Linked DNA regions of Sus scrofa: region 1 is linked to region 2. A link is a contact called in public HiChIP or PLAC-seq data. All regions are on one chromosome and are shown on one strand. The core of a region is the stretch at or near the end of the contact, and the rest is flanking DNA. Distances in the headings are between cores, read along the strand shown. Region 1 has its middle 32 kb from the start of AHI1. Region 2 overlaps PDE7B (cAMP-specific 3',5'-cyclic phosphodiesterase 7B).

Region 1 (3,734 bases), core at 116-2,615, 530 kb before region 2:
TGCTACAAGGGCTAAGTAGTTATGATAGAAATCATATGACCTGCAAAGTGAAAAATATCTACTATCTAGCTCTTCATAGAAAAAGTTTGCTATCCCTTGCCTAAGACTGTCAGAGTATGATTGTGTTCCCATGATTGCAAGGCAAGTTTAGCACAAGACCCAGGATTAAAGATCTAGACCTTTGTGTGAGCAGTTGAGGAAGCCACTGCCTCAGGTGAGAACCTGAGGATGTCAAGACCCTTAAAGATGAAGTCCTAGACAGATTTGTCTGAAACCATTCCAGCTCTGGAATTTTCAGCTCTTGAAGTCAATACCTTATTTAAAATCTTAAATTAGCTAGAATTGGTTTTTGTTGCTTGTAGCCAAAGAAACTTAAGGGATAAAGTCATTTTGAAGAAATCCCGCTTTAGGTGTGGAGGGAACAGGATTAATTAGTTCCCAAGATCTTTGCCTTATGGTGAAAACAGCAGACACCTGGCAGAAGATGCAAAATCCATCCTAATAGCGCCCTCTAAGACCTGAATTTGTCCTGTTCTGGGAGAAATCCTAGAAGCTCAAGAGATGAAATTAGTGTCTAAGACTTTCACTTTTATTACATGTCTATGTCTTCCCTAGGTATAAATACCAGGGGTCTTCAGGACTTAGGATTTTTATATTCTCGTACTGGAATTACCCATATACTACATGCTTTATCTTGTATAGACGCTTCAATATCAAATATAAACTTACAGTCAAATAAGACTATAAATACATGTAATATTTTGATTTTAATATTTTTAGAAATTTAAATCTATTTTTTTTCTTATTAAATCCACACCCTGCCACTTAAGCTGCAAAGCATGTTTTTGCTTAGTAACCTAGGGAAAGGTTGTGACATGGTAGGAAACAAAATAAAGAAACCAAAGAGACCCACACCTTTAAAGTGATGGCACGCCTCTGGGTGTGGACAAATTATTTGCATGAAATACCACTTGTAAGGGTTGCTTTTTGCTTCTGAAGAAGGAAAGATTCTCCAGAGTATATACAGGAAAGAAAGGGAAAATTGAAAGAGAGAGGGTAATGGCAATACAAATGGATGGGCCTTAGACAGAGGGTTTCTGAACTGCTGGCGGCCTGGCGAGGGCATCTTTCTTAGGTTCTCTGACTGGACCCAGGAAGCTTTCTGCACCTTCTCTGGCCTCTACTATGTGGTGTGTGGGCTGCACTGCCATGCCTAGGTAGGCCTGGGTAGATCCAGGGGAAGCTGGCAGGGGTGTGTGGTGTGAGGGTGCTAGACGGGGAGATGAACTATAGCCCTCAGGCCTCCGTTTGTACTCCTCCTTCTCTCCCTCCATGGTACAGCCAGTCTGGCCGGCCCTGCTTTGACAGAAACCCAGAGAAGTGGCAAAATTCCCAGGTAGAGTTTTGAGAGAGAAGAGTTCTAAATTTATTGAATAGAATTTTCACGACCTTTTGCTCCTCCTGCAACATCAGAGTTTAACATGGAAATTAAATTGAGTCAAAGAAGACAATTTCTCGCAACCTGAGTTTATGGATGAAGATTGATGACCTTCTAGGTCAGATATATTTGTCTGTTAGTTTGGAAAATCAAGAGCTGACTTCACTTCTCAGTCATTCCAAGTACGACAGTGACATTTTGGCTGCACACCAGCAGCCAACAGCATGCAAGTGTTAGCACAGGTTATTTGTATTTCATGTTTCTAGATTTTGCTTCATTGCAACATTGCTGTTCATTTTGAAAAACTTTTTTATTCATTTGATTATGAGGTCTATTCTTGATTGAGAAAGGGTGAATCACAGGTTTCATTAGGAAGCTCTTAAGAGAGATTTTCATTTTCTTTACCATGGAACCAATGAGATAGTAGAACAAGAATACATTAATCTGTATAATTGTTTCCCTCCTCTAATACATAGCAGGTTTTGTGGAAATATTAACACAACAGCTGTGCTGAATAATTCTTCTTCAACCAAACAAAGGACAATGTGATTAATCTATTGTATTTCTAAAATCTCCTGTTTTTCTCATCCTTCACTCAGGGAAAAAAGGGAGGTGAGAAAACAGAAAGTGAGCTATGGTGAAAGCTTTTCACTGGCAAAGTAACAGGAGGCCCTCGATGTTACTTCTGGCCCAAAGGAAAGTAGGTGTCTTATGGGTCAGTGGTTCTCAATCAGGGGCTGTTTTGCCCACGAGGGTATTTGACAAGTTCTGGAGACATTTCTGGCCGTCATTTCTGGTGGGGTGGAGAAACGAGGAAGGGGTGCTATTGGAATCTAGTGTGAGCAGGCCAGAGATGCTGCTAAATATCCTACAATGCAAAGGAGGGTCCCACCCCAACAGAGAATTCTCTATCCCCAAATATCAACAGTAGTGGCAAGGTTGAGAAACCCTGCTCTTGAGGTAATCAGGAAAGGAGATAAGATTTAAACAAGTTAGTGGGATGGCAGGGTTTTTTCAGAATGAGAGGAGGCACATGGACATCTTTGAAAAACAAGGAAAGAAGAGGAAAGTATTTGAAGAGTTAGATAATTCTTTTATATTTGAGGCAAATTTTAAAGGGAGATTCTGTCTGAATGTGTGTATTCTTACCAACTTTTTAAGGAAAGAATAAAATTCCTTGAAATCAGTATTATGGTTGTTAAAATCACAAAAAGAAGACCATGATTATGTTTCACAATTTGGCGTGCTCATCCCATATGATAATTTATTTTTATGCTGAGTGGAAATAATGTGTAAACAAAACTATGGAAGTGGGAGAGCAGGGGATATTGTCACCTGGCTAGATTGTATAGACCAGTGAATTACAGGGGAAAAGGTATCCTGAGCATGTGGGAAAGGTCTTCAATGGCAATAATGGGGTTTGAGTTCACTCAGCAGAAGTGGGGTGAGAAGCAGGAAGGGGATGTATTAGGGTTCTCCAGAGAAACAGAAACACTAGGATATGTGGTTTATCTACATGTTTAGATATATATGCATAGAGAGAGAGACAGAGGGATTTTAAGGAATTGGGTCATATGCTTTGGAGGGCTGGAAAATCCTAAATCTCTAGAGCAAGTTGGGAAGCTGGAGATTCAGGTAAGAATTAATGCTTTGGTCTTGAGTCCAAAGTCTTGAAATTTACACAGAATTTCTGCATTTGGAGGCAGAATTTCTTCTGAGGGCTGTGAGAGACAATCTGTTCCAAGCTTCCCACCCAGCTCCTGGTGTTTTGTTGGCAATCTTTGGCTTGTAGAAGCATCTCTGTGAGCTCTTTCTTCATCTTCACACGATGTTCTCCCTGTGTGTGTCTGTGTCCAAATTTCCCCTTTGTCATAAAGACACCTGTCATATTGGATTAGGTCCCACCCTAATGACCGCATATGAACTTCACTAATTAACTTAATTACACTCTCAGTGACCCTCTTTCCAAATAAGTTCACATTCCAAGGTACTAGGGGTTAAGAGTTTAACACAAATTTTTGGAAGACACAGTTCAACCCGTAACAGGGCACTGCAGAGAGGAGAGACATTTTCTGAATTATTCTTGTACTGGCAGCATTGCACAGATTTCTTATTTTTCAGGGACCTCAGTCAGAAGAAAATCCTGCAGTAAAGGTAAATAGAGCAGAGTCTTAAAATATTTATAAATCTCTTTTTGCTATGATAATATAATATAAAAAACTACATTATAAAACAGAGAAAGCAAAAATGTTATATTGCTCACAGAAAGAATCAGTTTAGCAGTAATAGATACATC
Region 2 (4,080 bases), core at 1,267-3,766:
ATTAACTTTAAATAGTTAGCAAAGATGGCGCCCCCTCTACATTTATTCATTAAAAAACTGTCCATTTTTCCTTTCCAACTATTGTCATCCGTGAAGAGACACTTTGATACTATGTAATTATCCTTTTGCTTTTTAATCTTGCACTTAACGATTTTATTATCCATTAATGATTTTTGGCCTGAATCAGTTATTACTATTAAGATTGCAAAATGGTAATTTTCTAACTCTGTTATTTCTTCTACCTTATTTATTGGTGAGCACCGACTGCAGGGAAGAGCTTTCCCCTCTCCATATTTATTTACTTGCTTGCTTGCTTACTACCAGTGTGGACTAGTGGAGTCTTGTTACAATGGTTTATAATCCATTCTTCCATCACTCATGTTGAGTTTCAGACTTTCCTGTATTTGTTCAGAGAGACCCCCTATACATTGTCTCCTCTGTCACTTTCCTGTAAGCCCATCATTTTTTGAGCTCCTTTATTTTCTAGCATTACATGAAGTTATAGTTCATCTTGTAGTCTGCCTGCTGTAGTCCTAGACTTGGCCATTTTGCCAAGGTTATTTTGTTCCTTATAGTGATAGATTGAATTTAAATGATAAAATTTAGTGCTAGATATGCTTGTTGCTACTGAGTATTGCTGTTGCTGAGTATACAATAAAATATGCTCTTTTAAGCACATAGTTCAATGAATTTTGACATATTGATACACCCATGGTCAATTCTTGGACTTTACTTGATCTGTTAGCAGCATTTGATACTGAGGATCACACCTTCCTTTTTGCAATATTGTCTTCACTAGACTCCCGGGAGATGATGCTCTCTTGGTTTTTCCTCCATCCCCACAGGATGCTTCTTCTCAGTCTCCTTTGATTCTCTCTACTCTTCTCCACACCCTTTTTAAGTTGAAGTACTCCAGAACTCAGACATCAGAACACTTTTGTCATCTGTATCTATACTCACTCCCTAGGTAATCTCATCTGACAACTCCCAAATGTATATCTCAAACCCAGTCTTTTTCCCAAGCCCTGGGTTTTATGTCCACTTATTTCTACTTGACATCTTCACCTGACTCTCCAATGGACATACAAATTCAACATGCACAAAACTGAAATCCACCTGACATCCACTCCACCTGTAGCCTTCCCCAACTCAGGTGATGGCAGCTCCATTCCCCCAGTTACTCAAGCCAAAAACTTTGAGGTCCTCAAAATATATTCAGAATCCGTCCACTTTTACACCCTCCACTGCTACCCCCAAGTTTTAACCTGGATTATTCCAGTATCCTCATAACAGGTCTTATTGCATCAAAGCTTGCTGCCATAATCTGTTCTCAACTCAGAAGCCATGGTGACCCTTTTTAAATGTTAAGTCCTTCCATATTACTCTTCCCCTCAAAACTTTGCAGTGGTTCCACATTTCACTGAGAGTAGAGCTCAAAGCATTGCAACAGCTTGGCAATGATTCTCACACCCACCTCTGCTTTGTTCTAAGACCTCATTCTTCACTCCTCCCTTTTTCCCTCCTTCCCACCCACACTGAACTTCTGCTCATCCCAGGTACCAGAAAGCCAGGCACAATCCCACTCTAGGGTGATCAGAGCTAGTTCCTCTGTAAGAAAGGCATTTTCCCAGATATCTGGTTGGACAGCTCCCTGACGTCCCTCAAGTTTTGATCAAATTGTACCTCTAACGAGGCCAGATCCTGCATTCCCCTGCTTTCATTTTTTTCCCATTGCCCTTACCAGCTTCTAACTCATCTTTATGAATTACTTCTCCTTTATGTTTATTGGTTCTTTCTATCTATGCTGCAGTGCAAACTTCTTGAAGACAAGGATCTTTGTTTTGCTCATTGGAGGATCTAGAACTGAAGGATCTCACCAAGCATCTAGAACATGCCTGTCTCTTAGGAACACTCAAAACATTATTTTAAAGGAATAGGTCATTTCATCCTGTACTTTGACTTGATAAACATAGAATATGAGAGAACCCATCAGTAGGATTGAGTCCACATATCATATACCATTTTTAATACTGATGTTCACCTAAGCACCCAACTTCAGTTTACTCCTCTTATCTCTTTGTGTTCTTGTTTACATAATTCCACACATGAACTCTAGAACCATTTTAAAATAAAAAGAAATTCAATCAGGTGGCATTTTCAGAAAGTGGTAGGGTTTGTCTGCCCTGATTAAATCTTAGATGCATAAAACAACCTAAATAAAGAACTGATTTGGGTCATGCCCTGCCACTGAGGAGTGCCACCTTGCTAAGAAGGTTGCCACATTGATTCCTCTGCTTCTAAAATCCATTGTGATTTTGATTTTCTAGAGGAAAGAGGAAGATGGGAGGCAGCATGAGAGAAACCAAATTTCTTAATATATGAACTGTGCATATTCCTACTAGAACTGTTCAACTGACTCCAAATCCAAAATTGGCAGCAGACGTCACTCATGGGGCTGAGTGAGTCATAGAATTTCAGCTGAGATAAGACATACCTTGACAGACATTCAAATAATGTGCTTGGGGTATTTCTGGACAATGACCATGATGTCAACAGTCAAGTTTTCAAAGGCACATGTGATAGGAGTATTAAAATATCTCTACTGACAGGATCGGATTTTTACGGCCTCCAGTGAAAGAGAATATACTCCATTAGAAAATAAACACCCTCTCTGCTTCATGTCACCAGAATCTAGGTCACTTTTGTGCTGAGATTTTTAATTCCTTTGCTGCCGATGTTCTTGGGACCTTAAGAAACATTTCCTCATGTCTAAGCTCGTGTGTTCTCAACTCTTCTAATTCAGGTGAATGATATCATCAGACCAGGGAAAGTGTAGGAAGATACCATGGTCTAAATTTTGGAACTTCAGTTCCAGTATAGCAGAAAAAAAGCATAACTATTCCTTAAGTGCATGCAGAAGTAGTGAACTCACTCACTAGACTGACCAGTCTTTAATTTGTATATTTCATGTCTTCCAAAATTATAGTCAGAACTATCTCAGCATTTTAAAAAAATTTTTATTATAGTTGATTTACAATGATCTGTCAATTTCTGCTGTACAGCAAAGTGACCCAGTTACACATATATCTCAACATTTTAATGAAAGTTAACATATAAGAAATATTTTTGTTCTGGAAGAATTCCAAGTGCAGGCCTAAATGATCTGTATTTGAGAAAGTATTGAGAAATTCCCACTGTGGTGCAGTGGGTTAAGAATCTGACTGCAGCACTTGGGTCACTGTAGAGGTGCGGGTTCAAACCCCTGCCAGGCACAGTGGGTTAAAGGATCTGGCGTTGCAGGCAGCTGCAGCTCACATTCAATCTCTGGCCCAGGAACTTCCATATACTGTGGGTATGACCATTAAAAAAAAAAAAATTGAGAGCATCTTTTACATTTCTCTCCTTTATAGTATATTGTATTTTTACAGAGTGGAGAAAAATTGGGCTTTTTAAATATATAACTTCTGAATTTGATTATTTTCCACAGATACAACACACTCAGGGGAAATTGGCACCAAGAAAAAGGTGAAAAGACTGTTAAGCTTTCAGAGATACTTCCATGCATCAAGGCTGCTTCGTGGAATTATCCCACAAGCCCCCCTCCACCTGCTGGATGAAGACTACCTTGGACAAGCAAGGGTGAGCTGGTTGCCCCTCTGTCACCTCGCACCCAGCCAAGGGTGCTGAGAGCACCTGGGTTCAAGTCCTCTTTCTACCACTGAGGAGCTCTGTGCCTCTGACTTCAACACATCTGGACTTTTCCCTTAAATATAAAGTGAAATTAATAGAAACACTCACCCCATAGAGGTAGTGCAGGAATTATATAAGGAAAAGCATGCTGATACACTTAACATGCTTACACACTTAAAACAGCACATGCTAGCTATTTTCATTTTTATACATGTGCACGATATATTTCTACACCACTAAGTGAAACAATATTTTGGACTGATCTATTTCCAATGAAGGAATAATTACATTTTTTTTAACACTTTGAATTACCTCACCATTGTAGCTACTCTGAAATTAACCCAGTAATTACCAACTCTTAATTTCACTTCAGACTATCAATATAGTGCA

The links. HiChIP or PLAC-seq counts read pairs in DNA pulled down with a chosen protein or histone mark.
Region 1: an H3K27ac HiChIP or PLAC-seq map of skeletal muscle shows a contact between it and region 2, with 10 times the contacts expected there. The contact joins two enhancer-like sites. A contact is called at or near these places in 2 of 47 Hi-C or Micro-C datasets (both in skeletal muscle) and 1 of 2 datasets of contacts at active chromatin or transcription factors (skeletal muscle).

Annotation. Positions count from the first base shown.
Region 1 is chr1:28,532,347-28,536,080 of Sscrofa11.1, reverse strand. No RefSeq gene overlaps it. Among named protein-coding and RNA genes, the nearest start is that of AHI1, 32 kb to the left of the region's middle. Within about 2 kb of position 1,365, at least 4 of the 83 cell types and tissues checked have an H3K27ac peak or open chromatin away from gene starts, as enhancers often do. A contact at or near this core is called in skeletal muscle, where this site is marked.
Region 2 is chr1:28,007,732-28,011,811 of Sscrofa11.1, reverse strand. PDE7B (cAMP-specific 3',5'-cyclic phosphodiesterase 7B) reads left to right here. Exons shown (of 14, transcript XM_021087561.1): 5 at 3,488-3,639. Among named protein-coding and RNA genes, the nearest start is that of MTFR2, 100 kb to the right of the region's middle. Within about 2 kb of position 2,516, at least 3 of the 83 cell types and tissues checked have an H3K27ac peak or open chromatin away from gene starts, as enhancers often do. A contact at or near this core is called in skeletal muscle, where this site is marked.